Linked DNA regions of Mus musculus: regions 2, 3 and 4 are each linked to region 1. A link is a contact called in public promoter capture Hi-C data. All regions are on one chromosome and are shown on one strand. The core of a region is the stretch at or near the end of the contact, and the rest is flanking DNA. Distances in the headings are between cores, read along the strand shown. Region 1 holds the start of Nudt5 (nudix (nucleoside diphosphate linked moiety X)-type motif 5). Region 2 holds the start of Fam171a1 (family with sequence similarity 171, member A1). Region 3 holds the start of Nmt2 (N-myristoyltransferase 2). Region 4 holds the start of Cdnf (cerebral dopamine neurotrophic factor).

Region 1 (2,609 bases), core at 57-2,556:
TGTACTTACATATAATAATAAAATAAATAAAATTAAAAAAAAAAAAATTCACTTTAATGAGGCTTTATTAAATCCAAAAGGTAACAGGCAACATTTTTCATGTGTTTACTATGTGCTACAAAAGAGTGGCAACATTTTAAGTATTTTTTTTCTTTTGCAATTCTCATGACAATCCTATTATGTTTCTAAGTTTTCAAATGTGGTTTAGAGAGATTAAGTAATTTGCTGAAGATGCTGATAGAACCAGAATTCAAAGCCAGACAGAGGGTTCTGACTCTACAATCTAATTCTTGGGGGCAGGATTTTGTTTTTTGTGGTTTTGTTTTGTTTTGTTTTTGGATGCACCAATTCACCGTGGGCATTCTGCAAACCTGGACAGATTCCTTGTTCCAGGCCAGAGAACTAGAGAATAGGATCCCACCTTCTCAGCCAGGCGGTGGTGGCTCACGCCTTTAATCCCAGCACTTGGGAGGCAGAGGCAGGTGGATTTCTGAGTTCGAGGCCAGCCTGGTCTACAAAGTGAGTTCCAGGACAGCAAGGGCTACACAGAGAAACCCTGTCTCAAAAATCAAAAAAAAAAAAAAAAAAAAAAAAAAAACCCAAAACCAAAAACCAAACGATCCCACTTTCTCTCCAGATGGGTTGCTTCTTCTCAGAACACTGGATCGTCAGTAGCAATGCAACCTATACACACTACCAAACTGGAGCTTCATCCAGACTTGGAGGTACCGTCTGTATCACTGTTCTCATTGTACAATGATGGAACGCAACTCTCACCAGAGGGGGTTGTCGGTCAGCAGCAGGCAAAGTCTCCAGTTTTGTTTTGTTTATTGCCTTGCGCTTCTGACAATTCCCAAAGTATCTATTTCAATCTACCCTACCGAGGACCCCCACCGCCTCCCTACCTCCCTCGACTCGCTCTTTGATTCCGAACAGGACGCACGGCAAACACTGATCTACTTGTTAATCTTGCTCCGTCAAAGCCAATAGAAAATCCGCAGCTCGACACAGTCGCTCCCACTGAGTAGAAGGCCTGCGGATTTTGTTTAGTTTTCTGAAGGGATGGGATTTACCCAAACCCCCCGGTTTGACTCCGGGATAGGTTACCTCTTGATGGTAAGGCTTCGGAAAAGTGGGTACCACGCGGAGAACTGACAGTGACTAACATGCTCCTTCTTCATTCTCCAGCTGCCGCGTCAATAGCCGCCTTTCCCTCTCCCGCCAGCCCTCTCCCGGAACCCTGCGCAGCACTTCCGGAAGTGCCGACCGAGCCGTCTTAAAGAAAGGACTCTTCCGGTCCGTAAAAGTCCGCTGGCGCTAGACTCTAGAGCCATGGTAGACTGTATGCTTAGCGTGCCCACACAGACGCGCAAGACACACAGAGATCTGAGTCCGCAGAGAAGAGGCACGAAAGCGTAGATTTTTAGGAAGCTTACATCTCCGCTTTCGTCTGTATGCACCTCGACCCGGAAGGTAATCATCTGAAGCTAGCTGAGCTTCTACGGGTGCCTGGAGGAGGACGTGTGCACATCCTCCTTGCACCACGAGAGGCGCCGGTGTCTCTAGCGGTGGCGCCTGATTCTACGGAGACTGCAGCTTCTGCCTGATCCTTTTTCCTTTCCTCCTCAATCCCTTCCACATCCCACAGTTTAGTGTAGGTAAGTGGGCGCGAGCCAACCTCGGTACTAAGTGTCCTTGGAGAGGGGAAGGGAAAAAAGGGCGCGAGCACAACCGATGGTGCCCAGAGTACAGCCCGCCGCGCGCGCGTGTCTCCGCGTCTGCGCCTGAGCGCGAGACGAGAACCCGGGATCCAGGCGGACCAGCCTGGGCTACGAGAGGAACCTGGGAACAGCACAGTAAATGTTGGAACACATCAGTTGAGGCATCTACAAGAAGGATGGCCCCTTCTCATTCCGGAAAGTAGATTTTAGAGACACAGGGAAGAAGTCCCGCATGCACGATTCTGGGGAGGAGGGTGGTATTTTACGATCCTGAAGATGAAAGAAGCGATGTTCGTCTGAGAAATCAAGAAAAAGGGGAAAGTTGTGTCTTTTAAGCTTAAAGTTTAGTCCAATTCCGAAAAAGTTACCAGTGTGGAAAAAGCACATATTTTTATCAATGTCTCTGCAATGATGAAATCGTAAAAGGTTGGAAGAGTTTGTATACGACAACTTGTGATATCATTTTTCTCCCTACTCCTTTTTCCATCTATCATCCTACAAAGTTCAGTTTCTTTTTAAAAAAAAAAAAAAAAAAGGAAAAAAATCACCAGCTGCAAGAGACAGGCCTTTCAAACCCTCTGGTGCTTCCTGTAATGTAGAAGCCTTGGGCATGTTCCAAGCACGTATTTGTCCAGAAGCACCACATTTCTGATACTCACCCTCACAGAAAAATAAATTGCATTTTCCACAGCGCATCTAAGCAGTTTAAATTAGAGAGAGAGGAAAAACCCCAGCCACTGTTGACCTCTTTAGAAAGGTATTTGTTAGAACTGATGAACAGAATCCTCTGTATTTTGAATTAGAATTCGTGCTCGCGCGTGCACACACACACAGGAGAGGTATACATTGTTTGAAATGTTACAGGTAAAGTGGTTGGAAGCATTGCTT
Region 2 (2,609 bases), core at 70-2,569, 2.7 Mb before region 1:
CTCAGGTTGTGGTGACCCCTAACCATAACAATATTTTCATTGCTACTTCATAATTGTCATTTTGCTAATTATGAATCATAATGTAGAATCTCCAATGGTCTTGAGTGTTCCCTGTGAAAGGTTTGTTCAATCCTCAAAGGGGTCATGCATGACCCACAAGTTGATACCCTCTGCCATGGGTCAACCTAGTCTACTCTCCCCTCACTCCACCCCAACCCTTGATCCTTCCTTTCCAGGTGATTCTAGATTCAAGTTGGCTAATCAAACTAGCCACCCCAACCACAGCCCAGCTGTGTGCTTGGGATCAGGTTCCTTAGCTTTCTCTAGCTTCCATGTTCTCCTATGAAAATAGAATGTCTCTTTCTTTGTTGTGCTTAGACAGGGTCTCACTGTGTCTCAGCCTAACCTTGGATGTGAGAGCCTCTTGAGTACTGGAATCACAAGCATATAACACTATGCCAAACCATGTAGGTTGTGACAAAGTTTCTCTCAGATACTAGGCTTCCCATCTCCTGGGTCTACCTGTCCACTTCTTGTAAAATAGCAAGCCTGCTTGTCCATCCTGGATATCTAAACACGTTAGATATCTGGCCAGAGTGGCCGTGCTTCACTCCTGACCTGCCTTCAGTAAGAATCTTCCTAGGTAACTTTAGCTAGAGCCCTATCCCCAGTGCTTCATCTTGGTAATTTTCAACATAGGACACGCGCGCACGCACACACACTCACAGCTCCTTCGTTATAAATGGTTGTTTGTCTCTGCTGAGTCCCAAGTTGAGCAAAATCTATCTCCCCTGCTATAAAATTCCATTGTTAACCGTCCCCATTGCAATGCTCCTGCATAGTCTTTGCTGTTGTGTTTTAACATGCCATTGGATTTTTTTTCTTTAATAAATAGAGGTGGGGATGGGGAGAAATCACCCAGGGCCTCTTATCACTGAAAACCTCCTTACCCTTCCCTTCCAATGCTATACAAGGAGGTGGTGTTGGGCCTCCTGCAGCCAGCCTTAGGTATTGTTACACTTGACCTATAAGTCTGGCTGTCAAATCTACCCTGGGGGAAGTCAGAGGATAGTGGCTTGGACAGCTTCAGGATGAGAGGTCACACCCTAGACTCAAATGCTTCCTGCGGACCCTTAGGTAACCCAGCGTGACGTCGAAGGCCTCCTCTCTGCAGGAATAGCCAGGGGTTTGGAGGCGCCTGGGACTCCCGCAGAGCGGCGGCCGCCAGGTGGCACCACGGACCCAGGGCCCGTGCGCTCCCGCGGGCGTGGGGCGGGGCAGGAAGGGGTTAAGGCGCCGGCGGAGCGGCCGCGGCGGTCTGGGGAAGCCGGGCGCGGGGCTCGGAGGAGGGAGCGGCCGGCTGCGGGGCCCCGGCCAATCGGGCGGCTGGCCGGGCGCGCGGAGCCACAGCGCCATGGAGGGAGGCGCGGCGCCCGGCCGCCCGTGACCGAGCGTGGCGAGCCCGAGAGGCCCGCGGCGCCCGTGGCGCGGAGATGAGCAAGTCCGCTGCGCTGCTGCTCTGCCTGCTCGGCTGCCACGTTTGGAAGGCAGTCACCAAGACGCTGCAGGAGCCCGGCGCGGGAGCCCAAGGTCGGTGGGCGGTGGCGGGGCTGGAGGGGGACGCTTTTGTGTCGCGCCCGGGCCTGGCGCGGCCGCGGTGGCGGCTGGACCCCGGCCGCATTGTGGCGGAGGCCCAAGCAGCACGACCTGCATCGCGGTCCTGCAGTCCCCCACGTCGCGATACCCGGGGGGGCGGCTCCGCCCGGGGAACACGCTGGGCCCGCGGCGCATATGCTCCCCGGGGATCTGGGTGGCACCAGCTGCTCTGCCACCCAGGAGGCAGCCGCTGGTGACTCTTCGGCTTATATCCAAGGTGCTTTCTTTTATGCATGATTCGGACACACGGCTCCATTGCCCCCCCCCCCCCAACTCCCCCGCCGCGGGAGGGATAGACCTGGGTGGCTGGTTCTCCCCCACTCCCCCCCCCCCCCTTCCCTCTTTGGGATCCCTGGAGCTCTGGTCCTGGAGTTCCAGCGCAAGGGCTGTGCCCGGCCCTTTTGTTGTGGCGGGGAGGGGGCGGCCGCCGCCCCAGGGTGCCCCTTGCGCCCTGGCGACCCCAGGTCTGCCGCCGCAGTTTAGGAAAGTTTTGGTATCTTCTCTCCCGACCCCCTTATTCTACGTGATTCTCAGACCTTTAGGGATTTGTTGAGCAGCCACAGGGATCATCTTGAGAAGAGAGAAAACTGGAACTAGGAAACCCTAATCACTTAAAACCATTTCCATGTCTGTCTGTCGCCAGCTCCTGCCTTTTGTTTAATCTTTGGCCTCTTATAAATCTGCTTCCCATCTGTACAAGAATGGCCACCAAGAATGGCCACACGCTTTTTTTTTTTTTTTTTTTTTTTTATCTGAATCTATTTGAGAACAATCCTGGAGCTTTCTTGACATGATTTTGTCAAGACAAAGTCTAGTGCTTCTCTGTTGCCTTTTTCTGAGGAGCGACTAAAGCCAACCGATGAGCATGTGTTAATTCAGCCAGGGCATCTCCTGCCCAGGGTAAACTTGGTTAGGGAGGGGCCTTCACTGGTCTTATGTGAGCTCCTGCAGGC
Region 3 (2,609 bases), core at 63-2,562, 2.6 Mb before region 1:
GCCTTATCTGGTACACCCAGGAGATTCTCTTTCCTCTATCCCCCAGTCCTTTATTTTCCCTGAGAGGAGTCTGTTGTTGCTCAAGATGTCCTTGAACTCTGTATGCAGTGGATGCTGGCCTCAAAGAACTCCTCATTTTGACCTCCGGGACTTTTTACATCCAGGACTGCTGGGATAACAGGCATGGGCCACCATGCTTGGCTTTCTTCCTCTCCTGTTTCCTGATGGAGGACGATTTCAACACTGCCCATACAGGTTTCCTTGGTGGTCTAGGTCATGACCTTCACTTAGGAGAGAGCCGACAGACTTGCCTAAAACGACCCAATCCCCCTAATCTGGGTGTCTTCATGTTTCACAAAATGTTCATTCTGTTCTCAGCCGAACCCATCTAGACAAAAACATGCAAGCAAAAGAAAAAAACCAACCAAACAAACAAAAACCCCAGTCAACCAAACAAAAACCAACTCCAGTCATTTTCTGTTGAGGACTCTGAGGCTGCTTGCAGCGGGGAGGTGGGGAGGGCGGAGCTTTGGCTCGATAAGCATTAGATACTAAAATGTGAAATGGAAAATTTTGAAGAACATGTGGAAGAGGAGGCAGGGAGAGCTTTAGGGAATCGCAGGCCTGAGTGAAAAAAAAAATCCCTGCAGAAGTCGAGAGCGCTGAGGCACACAGACATATAGAATCTGTAGGCAGTGGTCGCAAAGGCTGCCGCGCAGCCCTGCAATCCAGCCTGCAGTGACCAGGTCTAGCCTTGGAGCCACAAACGCATCCTCATTCAGGCCACGCCCCAAGCCCAAAAGCCTCGGCCTCCGGCTCCCGCTCCGGCTCCACCATTCCCCCACCGCCCCACCTCACAGCTTTAGACTGAGGAAGGGCCGGCCTCGTGCTTTCGCCCTTCTGCTGGCTGAGGTGGGCGGGGCCGTGCCCGCTGAGGAGGCCCGAGCGGGCGAGCGAGGTGGGCGGGGCAGTGCTGGCGGAGTGGAGCCGAAGCGGAAGGCGAGGTGGGCGGAGCCTCGCTAGCCCAGGCGGAAACGGGACCACGAGAGGAGCCGGTCTTCACCCGCTAAAATAGGCGGAAGTGGGAAGGCGAGGTAGGCGGGGCCTCGACTGCCTAAGTGGGAGAACTGATGAAGTGGGCGGGTGTAGGCACGCAATGTGGGCGGGGCCCGCCCTGACTGAGGCGGGCGGGACTGCATAGACAGGCGGGAGCCTCAAGGGAGTGGGCGGGGCCGGGCCGGCTGTGATGGGCGTGACCGGGGGGTGGGCGGGGCCGCAGACTCGAGACTCGGTGCCCGAGGGTGGGCGGCACTAGAGGGAGCTGCGGCCGCGCCCGCCCTGTCGCGCCTTGCTTGCTGCTCGGAGCGCCGCCTCCCCAGCCGTTCGGAGCCGCCGCGATGGCGGAGGACAGCGAGTCTGCGGCCAGCCAGCAGAGCCTAGAGCTGGACGACCAGGACACGTGCGGAATAGACGGAGACAATGAGGAGGAGACCGAACACGCCAAAGGGTAGGAGGTGGCGCGCGGGCGCGACAGGGCGGGGACCGCGCGCACCTCAGGGCTCCCGCGCCCGCTCGTGGCGTGCGGGAGCCCCTAGACCGGAGGCTCCGTTTGGCGGTGTCCTCATCCCGAGACCATTGTGAGGTGCAGGTCTCCCAGCTCTCGGGGAGCACGCAGTGGTGGGCGAGGGCTGAGGTGGGCGGGGAGACTGCGACTCGGGCCCGGGAACCCGCGACGCGACAGTCACCTGCCGCGCGCCCCCGCTGGCTTGGCCTCACCCTACCACGGCGAGTGGTTCGGGTGGGAACTTAGCAAGGACGCAAGGCCCTTCCCTTTGCGGTGGCGGCGTCTTGGACCGGCGAGGCGAGGGAGATGCAAGTCGTTCCACTTGTGCCTTGGCATCCTTCTAGTTCTTTCGCGCCCCCCCCCCCCAGCCGCCACTAACCCCCTGTAGAGAGGAAACCCGCAGAGCCGGCGGTGGGGGTGGGATAGGGATGCGCCTCTGGCGGTCTCGGCTGCTGGCGACGAACTGCGCAAAGTTCTGCCTCCCAGGCCGGGAAAGGGGCGCCGAGACCGGGAGAGGGGGAGGGAGACAGGTCTCAGCCGACGCCTGAGGGCGTTCAGCTTTGCGGCCTCTGAGCGTGCCCTCAGAGCTTTCTAGAGCAGAGCTGACGGGTGAACGGAGTTCCCGCGGCCCCGACCTTGCCCCTCCTGCAAAACTGGTGTCTGATCTCCAAAGCCAAATGCACCAAGTACTTTAACATTTGATCGGTTTCTCAATCTATGCTGCCCTCTTTTCTCCCCTACAGACTTGATTTTTTTTTCTTCGAGAAAAGACTGCTTCTGGTTAAGGCTGGTATTGAAGTTCTGTTTTAGAGGCGGGGTTTGGAGGATCATTTTAAATAAAGACCGGTGTCCCTTTGTAGGTGCTGTTTGCCTCAGCCTTTTACCCTGTTGGATTCAAACTATGCGCTGGCACAGACTGTTACTGCTGCCCCTTAGAAGTGAGATTCTGCGAACCATGGTGACTGGAGAAGTGGGTCAGCCTAAAAACACGATAGGGAAGCCTGAGTCACAGATGGCTTATTTATTCAGTTCATGGAGAGTCTTT
Region 4 (2,609 bases), core at 44-2,543, 2.3 Mb before region 1:
AATAAAAGGCTTCTTCTAGCCCATGCATTTTCCCGTTTAGATCTGTGCAGTAAGCTGGATCAAATGTATACAACATTCTATACCTAGCAAGCATGATTACACGACTCTCCCACAAATACAGCTTTTCCACCTGCTTCCCTACAAACGAAGTAGCTACTCCCCTGGGACTTTCCTGATAAATCGAATGAGACTTAAAACCGAAGATAGCATCGGTTAAATTCCTTAACATTGTTCCTTCTCCATCGATATTGAGGAGGAAAAAGCTATAGTTCCTTGTTAAGTTCTCAGTTCTAGAATCAAGTGTGTACAGCAAGAGTCAGTTCTTAACTAGGAACCCTTCTCTCGAGGGCAGTTACACAGTGCTCTGGTTGCTCAGAAATTCAAATACCTCCCACCTCCGGGAACCCCGAACCAGTGACGTCACCGTGACCTCTTAGGGACTCTGCGGTCAGTTGTCACTAGGACTTCTCTAGCATCCAGGGGGTCCTGACATCCAGGTTTGTTCTAGGCGTCTTTACAAGAACGATGTCCCCCGCCCCGAGGACTCCAGGCATCCTGGAGCCCTGACGTCTTTTGAACTCTTCTGGGCATCCTATGGCCCGGTCTCCTAAGTGCACCCTGCATGCTTGAGGCCTTTTCGTCCCTAAAACTCCTCAAACAGCCAAGACGTCCAGGATACCCTGGAGTATCCAAGATCCGGCTCTCTGTATCCACCCTCCACACAGCGTGCTTGGCCTTGGAGGGAGAGCCGAGAACCCGCAACATTGCCACTTGCTTGCACGCACGGTTCCCGGGCCGATGACCCGGAGCCCAGAAAACAGGGTGGCCGCCACGGAACCCGGAGACAGCTTCCCAGGCTCACCTTGTAGACAGCCACACAGGCTGATGTGCAGCCCAGGTGCACGCCGATCGCCGCCATAAGGCGGCGGAGACCACGGCAGCTCAACGAAGGACCCTTCAGCAGCTTCAGCTAGCTTCCTCGGAACAAGCCCATCAGGCACTGCGGAGACTTCACGTTCCCGCCCGCCTACTGCGTCCGGTCTGCTGCGCCGGCCTCCCAAGTCGCAGCCAATCAACATAAGGATGCCGCCTTTCATCAGAACGGTTAGCCAATAGTTTTAGCGCATCACTCCGCGCTCCTTGGGAGCCCGGCGTAAACGCCGGTCTGCTCAAGCTCAAGCCGGAAAGGCCCGGAAGAGGGTCATTAGCTCCTCCCTCTCCTGAGCGCCGTTCATCAGAGCCAATGGGAACGCCTGGTGAGATTGCGTCACTTGTTTCCTGCCTCTTTCCGGCTTCACGAGGCAGCCCCCACTACAGTAAGGAAGGTGTGGGTAGTTCCGGGTCCCAGGCTCAGCATGCGGTGCATCAGTCCAACTGCTCTGGTGACCTTTTGCGCCGGGTTTTGTATCTCGAACCCTGTGCTGGCGCAGGGCCTGGAGGCCGGTGTGGGGCCGAGGGCTGACTGTGAAGGTGAGCGGTGTGTGACCTGCTTGCATGGCGGCGACACCGCGCTCAGCCTAGCAATTGCCTAAGCAGCTTCTCCCGGCCCAAGCTGTAAATAACATTTCACCCTTCTGCTTTTGCTGTCATTATTAAGGTGGCGCAGAAAAAGGAGTGAAATAGGATTCGTATTAGATTTTGTGCAAATGGTCTCCGCTGCCAACTTGATTTTGTTGCTCCTAACCGAGGAGACTTGCTTCTCTGCTCAGAAGACATGTTTTGAGGTTCAAACTAATTGCCATTCCTAGGAGGTAAATAAAACATGGCAATACGTTAGGGTTGCTGAAATCAAAGACAAGGGTACGGCTGACTAGGACTTTATAGACAAGCTGCTTTACAAAGGAGCACATTAATTCCTAGAGAACGATAAAATAGACGCCTGTTTTCTTCTGTGGACTTGGCGATCATACCTTCAATTCCACCATCCCACCTGGTTTTGAGGGTGTTATAGTACCTAGGTTTTGTAAAAACAAAACAAAACAAAAAAACAGTGTATTTTGTAGAGGACTGTTAACAAGAGCCAAGATGAACAGTTTTGATAGTCCCTTTGGGACCACTGTAGCACTTCTTGTTTTATTGAAGTGATGTAAACATATATCTTCTCATCTTGAGAGCAGATGTACTGAACAGAAAATGGAGACAAGATTCATGTGGAATGGGCAGTTGAGTCTTATTGTAAGTAAATAGTATTAATAGTAGTTGGAGTCCAGCTTTCTATCAGCAATTATCAAACCTTCCTCTAGAAATTTAAAATAAGTTTAGATGTTATTTAAAATTTCTGTAGCTAAAGATACTGGTTTAACAGTTATAATTTCAGTTAAAGATCTCATCTTGGGCAAGCAGGATTTTATTATAGAACTTCAAACTATTTTGAAATCATTATAGATTGATGTATGAAACTACTTTAATAAACAAAAAAGGGCTGGAGAGATGGCTCAGTGGTTAAGAGCACTGACTGCTTTTCCAGAGGTCCTGAGTGCAATTCCCAGCAACTACATGGTGGCTCACAATCTGTAATGGGGTCTGATGCCCTCTTCTGGTGTGGCTGAGGACAGTGACAGTGTACTCACATATATAAAATAAATAAACCTTAAACAAAACAAAACAAC

What was found. Promoter capture Hi-C pulls out the DNA fragments that hold promoters and counts their contacts. Capture Hi-C pulls out chosen DNA fragments and counts their contacts.
Region 2: a promoter capture Hi-C map of liver shows a contact between it and region 1, with 4 times the contacts expected there. The contact joins the promoter of Fam171a1 here to the promoter of Nudt5 in region 1. A contact is called at or near these places in 2 of 39 promoter capture datasets (liver and pre-B cells).
Region 3: a contact with region 1 is called in a promoter capture Hi-C map of pre-B cells. The contact joins the promoter of Nmt2 here to the promoter of Nudt5 in region 1. A contact is called at or near these places in 3 of 39 promoter capture datasets (the C10 cell line, liver and pre-B cells), 2 of 484 Hi-C or Micro-C datasets (CD4 T cells and embryonic stem cells) and 2 of 9 other capture datasets (adipose tissue and liver).
Region 4: a promoter capture Hi-C map of adipose tissue shows a contact between it and region 1, with 2.3 times the contacts expected there. The contact joins the promoter of Cdnf here to the promoter of Nudt5 in region 1. A contact is called at or near these places in 3 of 39 promoter capture datasets (the C10 cell line, cranial neural crest and pre-B cells) and 2 of 9 other capture datasets (adipose tissue and liver).

The regions. Positions count from the first base shown.
Region 1 is chr2:5,843,728-5,846,336 of GRCm38.p6, forward strand. Nudt5 (nudix (nucleoside diphosphate linked moiety X)-type motif 5) reads left to right here and starts at 1,307. Exons shown (of 10, transcript NM_016918.3): 1 at 1,307-1,658. Cdc123 (cell division cycle 123) reads right to left here and starts at 1,450. Exons shown (of 13, transcript NM_133837.5): 1 at 1,108-1,450. The coding sequence starts at 1,181.
Region 2 is chr2:3,117,063-3,119,671 of GRCm38.p6, forward strand. It overlaps Fam171a1 (family with sequence similarity 171, member A1), which reads left to right and starts at 1,320. Exons shown (of 8, transcript NM_001081161.2): 1 at 1,320-1,590. The coding sequence starts at 1,494.
Region 3 is chr2:3,282,900-3,285,508 of GRCm38.p6, forward strand. It overlaps Nmt2 (N-myristoyltransferase 2), which reads left to right and starts at 1,313. Exons shown (of 14, transcript NM_008708.2): 1 at 1,313-1,507. The coding sequence starts at 1,398.
Region 4 is chr2:3,511,772-3,514,380 of GRCm38.p6, forward strand. It overlaps Cdnf (cerebral dopamine neurotrophic factor), which reads left to right and starts at 1,294. Exons shown (of 4, transcript NM_177647.4): 1 at 1,294-1,470. The coding sequence starts at 1,356. Hspa14 (heat shock protein 14) reads right to left here and starts at 1,043. Exons shown (of 14, transcript NM_015765.2): 1 at 863-1,043. The coding sequence starts at 919.